Linked DNA regions of Mus musculus: region 2 is linked to region 1. Evidence: chromatin contacts called from public promoter capture Hi-C data. All regions are on one chromosome and are shown on one strand. The core of a region is the stretch at or near the end of the contact, and the rest is flanking DNA. Distances in the headings are between cores, read along the strand shown. Region 1 holds the start of Rnf10 (ring finger protein 10). Region 2 holds the start of Rpl6 (ribosomal protein L6).

The links. Promoter capture Hi-C pulls out the DNA fragments that hold promoters and counts their contacts.
Region 2: a contact with region 1 is called in a promoter capture Hi-C map of cranial neural crest. The contact joins the promoter of Rpl6 here to the promoter of Rnf10 in region 1.

What each region holds. Positions count from the first base shown.
Region 1 is chr5:115,270,263-115,274,256 of GRCm38.p6, reverse strand. Rnf10 (ring finger protein 10) reads left to right here and starts at 1,362. Exons shown (of 17, transcript NM_016698.2): 1 at 1,362-2,000. The coding sequence starts at 1,844.
Region 2 is chr5:121,202,161-121,206,163 of GRCm38.p6, reverse strand. Rpl6 (ribosomal protein L6) reads right to left here and starts at 1,663. Exons shown (of 7, transcript NM_011290.5): 1 at 1,612-1,663; 2 at 501-758; 3 at 309-410. The coding sequence starts at 758. It overlaps LOC115490270 (a small nucleolar RNA gene), which reads right to left and starts at 1,154; the gene lies at 1,021-1,154.

The sequences.
Region 1 (3,994 bases), core at 113-2,612:
CTGGGATTAAAGGTGTGCGCCACCACTGCCTGGCTTGGCCCGCACATTCTTGTTCCTTTCCCATTTATGATACTGAGGATCAAATCAGAACTTTGCCCATGCAAGGGCCCTGTGACTACACTACACTGTCTGCTTTTATTCTTTTTCTCTCTTATAAGGAACATGGTCTCACTATGTAGCACATGCTAGCCTTACACTCTGCACTTCCTGTCTCTGTTTATTTATTTATTTTTTTGAGACAAGGTTTTTCTGTGTAGCCCCAGCTGACCTGAAACTTGCTCTGTAGACCAGGCTGGCCTTGAACTCAGAGATCCACCTGCATCTGCCTCCTGAGTGCTGAGATTAAAGATGTGCACCACTGGCATCCGTCTTCTGTCTCTGCTTCTTGAGTATTAGTGATACAGGCATGAGCCACTCTAGTTCTCCTACATACACGATTGCTAAAATTCCACTCATCGGCTAGATGAGGTAGTAGCTTAGAGGTAGAAAACTAGATTGTGAGCATGGAGCTCTGGATTTGATCCCTAACAGCCCCCCCCCCCCAAATTCCATTCGTCCTGTGTGTGTCACATGACACAGCATTTCTAAGAAGTCCTCTTTTATCCCTCTCAAGCTGGGATGCTTTTCTATTGAAACGTGTTTGATTAGCATCTCCTTACTTAACTGTACTATGTTGTTTCTCTTTGTTGGTGTTTCGAATGTTGCTTCTTACCGATCTTTATATATGAATGTGGCATGCATACGTGTATGAAAAATCTTACACGTATGCACAGGTGTACATGGAGTTCTGAGGCTGCCATTGAGTGTTTTCCTCCAAGACTCTCCACATTCTTCACAGAATGGCTAGGTAGACTCACCATTTGAGCTAGTCTGGCTAGCCAGTTTGTTCTGGGAATTTCCAGATCTCTTGTCTCCGGTGCACCGGAATTGCAGGTGGGCCATCACACTCCACTTGGTTTTCTAAAAAATTTTGTGTATGGGTGTTTTGTCTATATGAGTATGTCTGTATACCACGTGTTTGCTTGGTATTGTAGGAGGCCAGACACCCACACATCTTTTTTTTAAAAAAAGAAAAAAATCCAAGCACTGGCGAGGAATATCTGTGAATTGGAAGCCAGACTGTTGCACACAAAGAGTTCAGGTCCCGTTAGGACTACAAAATGAAACATTGTCTCAAAAAGAAGGAACCCGCTAGGGAGGCGGGAAGGAAAAGAAACCTCGAACAGGGAAGAGAGAAAAAAAGCATTGGCAGGCACAAGCGGTCCCTCCCCTAGGACCCGGATGTAGGTAAAAGACTACACTTCCCAGAATGCACCACGCCCGCCTGGCAACTATATAAATAGTCCATCCGGGTTCTTGGAGATGCTGTTTGGCGACTCGTCGCCATTCCCGGAGCAGCTCGGCCTCGGCCCAGAGGCGAGTGTCGGTCGCTGTGTCGGAGACCCCGGTCCCCGGCACCGAGACAGCCAGCCCTCTCTCCTGCCCCGCGGCGGGAGAGCGTGTCCGGCCGGCCGGCGGGGCTCGCGACCCTCCCGCGCCTCCCTTTCCCCCGCAGCCTCTGCCCCGCCAGGCCCGGCCCGGACCTCCGAGCCCCGGCCTCCTCCTCCTCCTCCTCCTCGTCCTCGTCCTCCTCTTCGGTCACCGCCGCCTCTGGGCCCCACAACCCCACCTTGCCGCTTCTCCTTCCATTTTGAGAAGCTGAGGAAGGAAACAAGGAAAAATGTCGCCATGAAGGCCGAGAACCGCTGCCGCCGCCGACCCCCGCCGGCCCTGAACGCCATGAGCCTGGGTCCCCGCCGCGCCCGCTCCGCTCCGACCGCCGTCGCCGCCGAGGCCCCCTTTGATGCCGCAGAGCTCCCCCAGCGCCGCCGCCACCGCCTCCGACATGGACAAGAACAGCGGCTCCAACAGCTCCTCCGCCTCCTCGGGCAGCAGCAAAGGGCAACAGCCGCCCCGCTCCGCCTCGGCGGGGCCGGCCGGCGAGTCTAAACCCAAGAGTGGTAAGAGCCGGCGGGTCTGCCGGGTCACTTGGGGGAGGAGGGACAAACGACCCACCTTCCGCTTGCACTGACATCCAGTATTTACGGTTAAGCCGATCTGCGCTGCGTGGTTAATTTGGGCCCTTGCATTCATATTCAAAACAGCTGGCTGAAGTAGGCGCTATTCTTAGCCCCATTTTGCAGATGAGGGATCTGAGATTTTGGAAAGGGTTAAGGTCATCCAGGTGGCAAGCACCTCACAGAAGGCCTCAAGACCTGGCTTTGTGTGACTCACCGTCGGTCCAGGCTCTAAAACAATTGACTTTGTTTTCTCTTCTAGTGTCGGATTAGCTTTGGGTGGCATTCAAGTTTGAATAAGAGAGGGTGAGGCCCGAGGATTTTCAGACTTAAATCTGGCACCGGGTCTGCTCCTCTGTTTAAGAGGACTCATGTTGGGATGGCGTTGCTCGGCGTGATAGTAAAGCATGCAGACCCTGCATTCAGTTCATTTAGGTTCAGTCCTTGAGTTTGCTAATACACACTATTAAGTAAATGGGCTAAGCGCTTAGAGTACTTGACAACTTTTTGCCTAAATATTATGCCTGTTTGTGTGCGGTAGGTTATATGGGCTTGGCTTTCATGGTGTGTGTGTGTGTGTGTGTGTGTGTGTGTGTGAGAGAGAGAGTGATGTGTGTAGTCAGGCTTCTTAGTATTACTATAACATAATAATAATGATATTATTATAATAATATAATAATACTACTTACTGATTATGCACAAAGCACACGGGTAGGCTTTTAGGTGTGATAGCACTACTCTAATCGTTTAACCTGTCTAGCCAGGAGTTATTCCACCGCAGAGAATAAACTAGGCTGTGGATTAGGAGATGGCAGAATCCCGAGTCCAGCATTCTCCATCTTGTGTCAGAGCTGTGTACAAATCTCTTTTAAACTTTTACCATGTTGGCAGTATTTTTGAGATAGTAATTTTTTTTTCAATCAGTCTTTTGGTTTTTCGAGACAAGTTTCTCTTTGCATCCTTGCCTGTCCTGAAACTCACTCTATAGACCAGGCTGGCCTTGAACTCAGAGATCCACCTGCCTCTGCTTCTCAAGCACCTCCAAAATCTCAGACACAGCCAAGTTTCAGATTGTGGTTTAATTACAATGTTTCTCCTTCTCTTTCCTCCCTCCAAAGCTTCCTGTGTAACCTTCCGCTAATCTCCTTCATGTCCTTCTTTCACACATCTGTATGCATGTGCATATACATGTCAGCAAGCATGTGTATGAGTTCTATGCATATCCACCAGTGAACCTGAGCGTGGGGAGGAGCCTAGGAACCTGAACCCTACACAAAGAACTCCAGGAGACTTAGTAACACTGGGAGTGGGAGAGGGGGTCTCCTGGAAGAGCACACCCCGTAGTTTTCCAGTGCCAAACATCACTGGATGTATTTAGTGCAAAGATGTATGTGCAAGTAACTTTGTTTGGATTCCGCAGTGTGTTTTTGTGAGAGAGAGCATGTGTGACAGATGGGGAGCTTTGAGCTGACAGTCTAAGATTCAAAGAGCTGGACGGTATGGGTCAGTGGTAGAGACCTTGCCTAGAATATGCAAGGCCCTGGGTTTGATCCTTAGCATCCCCCCACCCCCCTCAAATTAAAGAGCAAAAAAAAAAAAAAAAAGCACTAAAATTATAAGGCTTACTGACTGAGAGTTTATCTGTAGGGTATGACAAACTCCATTACCAGGTCTACCTGAGGATGTGTAGAAGTTGCCTGTGTAACTTGGGTAGGGACCAGTTTTCGCTGTGATGTACCAGTGCTTTACTGTCTAAGCAGGTGTTAGTGTAACTCGCCTCTGAACCGTATAAACTGATTCTGGAGTTTTGCACATGTGTAGTTTTATTGTAAATCTTGGCTGTTGTTGGAGAGAGGTCTGAGGGTTTCTCAGAGTAATGGATGACTTCAGCCTTGCTTGTAGAGGTAATGCTAAGCTTTGGTTCTCCAAGAGTTCTC
Region 2 (4,003 bases), core at 414-2,913, 5.9 Mb before region 1:
AAGGGAGTTTCAGATCAGACCAGGCTACCCGAGGCAAAGGTACAAAGCGCATCATACCTCTTCTACCTTGGCAGAAGGCACACACCCACTTTCTTCAAGAGGGAAAACTAGACATCAATACCACAAGTTTGATAAATACCCACCTTCCACTTGCCAGCAATGGAGTAGCCAGAACCCCAGTGTGCTGGTCCCACTATGAGCTACACCCCCAGCCTGAGAGCTTATCCCAACTAGACTTGACTGACATAGCCTCTTTCAGACAAGCCTCAACCCTAACCCCAAGGAAAGCAACCCAAACTAGATCTCACCATTTTTCGAAGCTTCACCACCCGGGTGCCACCGTTCTTGTCCCCACCAACTGTTTTGGTGACAGTAGCAAGGACCTTCTCTTTTTTCTTCTTCTTCTCAACCTACAAAGACAAACCCATCAATCCAGGATCCTGCCAGACCTCAAACGCAGGAATAAGGCATCATAGTGGGCCATCCGTTCCCTCTCCTACCTTGGTCTTGGCAGCCGAGTATTTCCTTTTGTACAAGGCCTTCCTGGAGTACATAGCAGATCGGGAGTACCTGCCAATTCCTCTCACCAGGACAGGGTTTCGGCTGCAATGGGGCTTCGCCTTCTTGGGCTTTTTACCCTTAGGGTGAACCTTTTTGGCTACTTTGGCGGCCCGGGGCCGGGAGGCAGCAGCATCACTGCCAGCCTTCTTGGCCGCAGGTTTCTTCTCCTTTGTATCAGGCGCTTTTTCACCCGCCATCTAGGGATATAAACAATAAAGGCATTTCATCAACCATTTGTCAACAAGCTAGTATGAAAACCATCCTCTGATGCTTGCAATGCCTCTTCCTTCCAAACACAGGGTTAAGTATCTAGCACTATTAGTTTTTTTGTTTTTTTTTTTTTGCTAAAAAACTTTTTTGTGGTTCCTTATCTTATTCTTCCATTTTTGTGAATCAGAAAACCAAAGACAATCTTTGCTAGTGTCTACACAGGCAAGGAAGCCCAGAATCTCGAGGCTCTTCTGTGCGACCCACTTCAGTGCCAGCAGCCTACAGGCAGAGGCCAGGCAATGGTTCGGGGCCACGGGTTGCTCTAGCACGGGACACTATGACAGACCCAGGGGAACGGGCCTGCCATAAATCCAAACCCATGCACCAGCACGGAACACCCGAGACCTCCCCCTCTGGTGTCGCCCTAGGTCCCGAAGCCACCACGATGGCCCCAGCTCCGCAAAGTAGCCGACAGCGGTGCTCTCCGGTCGTCTTCCGGGGACGCGGTTCCCCACCTTCAGTCGCGAAGCCCAACGTGGCCAAGACAGGCTCAACAGAAGGTTCTGGAACCCCCACTGCAGGGTCGCAAGTCGCAACACAGGCCCTCCAACCCTCCCCAGGTTACGGCAGCCGGCAGGGCCCAGCGACCATCTCGGGCGCTACGCTCGTTCTTAGCCCCCCGCCAACCCACGCTGACAGAAATGAAGCTCCCGAGAGATCTGGCGAATGATCCCGACCATAGGCGGCCCTGGGTAGTGATCCCCGGATGTCCCCCAATTTCGGATGGACGAGGATTGGGGTCCCGAAAGCCGCTGCCACACAGACGCCCGCCATTCCTACCTTGCAAGACGGGAAAGAGAACTAAGGCAGCGGCTTCCGGTCTATAAGCAATGACGGGAGGTGACCAAGATCACTTCCTTCCTGTATGGGGCATCATGGGAAATGTAGTTTTTCTTTACTCCGTGGCAATGCACCTAGGGAACGTCCCCCCAGGCCCCACCCCCACCCTAATAGGTAAGGGCAGCTGAGATGGCTGAGCAAGTAAAAGCGCTTTCTCCTAAAATGATGAACAGACTTTGAGCCTTGCGACTCATGTGGTGGAAGAAAGGACTTTACAGAGTTTTCTTCTTCTCCTCCTCCTCCTTCTTCTTCTTTTTTTTTTTTTTTTGGTTTTTCGAGACAGGGTTTCTCTGTGTAGCCCTGCCTGTCCTGGAACTCATGCTGTAGACCAGGCTGGCCTCGAACTCAGAAATCCACCTGCCTTTGCCGCCCAAGTGTTGGGATTAAAGGCGTGTTGCACCACGCCTGGCCAGAGTTATCTTCTAAAAACTAAAGGTTAGGGTTGGAGTGATGGCCCAGTGGTTAAGAGAACTGGCTGCTCTTCCAGAGTTTTTTGAGTTCAATTTCCAGCAACCACATGATGGCTCATAACCATCTGTAATGGGATCCCATACCCTCTTCTGGTGTGTCTGAAGACAGCTACAGTGTAGTGTACTCATATACATAAGATAAATAAATCTTGCCAGGGCTATGCAGAGAAACCCTGTTTTGAAAACCAAATACATAAATAATAAATAAATAAATAAATCTTTAAAAAAAAAAAGTCTGACAGTGGTGGCACACCCCTTCAATCCCAGCACTAGGAAGGCAGAGGCTGGTAGATCTCTGTGAGTTTGAGGCCAGCCTGAACTACAAAGCTAGTTCTAGGAGAGCCAAGGCTATGCAAGCAAACCCTGCCCCCAAAACAAAATAAACAAATTAAATAGGAAAAAATAAATAAGATTTAAAATAAAACTTTTTTGTTCATTACATTTTTAAATAAGCTACTATCCTTTGAAAAATGACACTGTATACCTGACAGTGCCTTACTTTTTATTACATTTTATTTTATGTGTATGCTTATGTGAGCATGTGGGAGTGGGGAGTGGATGCATGCCCCAGCATACAGATGGAAGTCAGTGGACAACTTGGGGACGCCGGCTCTCTCTACCACATGAGGCCTAGAGATCAGTCATCTTAAGAGGACTTAGGTCATCACAGGCCCCGCATATAACAATTATCCTCTACCTCATAGTGCTTAGAACGACGTATACACATGATTTCTATTGTCTTCTACTTGTCTGTTGCCTGTTGCTAGTGGTAGGAGCTTTTCTCTTGACTTTCTTTTTTTTTTTTTTATCTTCTTTTTTTTTTTCTTTTTTTTTTTTTTCCATTTTTTATTAGGTATTTCGCTCATTTACATTTGCAATGCTATACCAAAAGTCCCCCATAGCCACCCACCCTCTCTTGACTTTCTATATGTGTGTGTGTGTGTGTGGGTGTGTGTGCTGTGTGGGTGGAGGTCTGAGGACAACTTACAACCACTTTTGTTGTCCCACAGTGTGGGTCCCATGAATGGAACTCAGAACTTTGTAGCAAGCACCTGACCCACTGAGCCATGTCTGTGGCCCTTCAATTCGGCTCTAAACCCCATCTTCATGGTTGAGTCTCCAGGAATCTCTTCCCTTTCTCTGGCTGTGGTTAAAGGTGAAAGAGGGAGTGGTGGGCTGCCTCTAAAGACCTCATGACACTGAAGACCACAGAAAACAGAGCACTGTGAAGACCTCAGAGTACAATCCGATTCTCTCTCTCTTCCCCAGCCCTTCTGGTTTTTCTTTTTGAAATATTTATTTAATGTATGAGTGCTCTATCTGCATATATACCTACAGGCCAGAAGAGGGCATCAGATCCTGTTATAAATAATTGTGAGCCATCATGTGGTTGCTGGGAATTGAACTCAGGACCTCTGGAAGGACAGTCAGTGCTCCTAACTGCTTTGTCAAGACAGCATCTATAGACCAGGCTGAACTTGAACAAAGCTTCTGCCTGTCAAGTACTAAGATCAAAGGCATGCTGTACCATGCCCATCTCAAGTCTTATTATCAATTGTTGAATTTTATGACATTTACTGTCCAAGCAGAGTCTTAAGAAGAAATTTAAGCCGGGCGTGGTGGCGCACACCTTTAATCCCAGCACTTGGGAGGCAGAGGCAGGCGGATTTCTGAGTTCGAGGCCAGCCTGGTCTACAGAGCGAGTTCTAGGACAGCCAGGACTACACAGAGAAACCCTGTCTCGAAAAGCCAAAAAAAAAAAAAAAAAGTTAATTATTCTATTATTTAGCTACTAGTTAGTGTGTGTTTGTGTGTGTGTTTCCAGAGGAAAGTACTTCTTGGCCTTTGTTGCTATCCCAGCA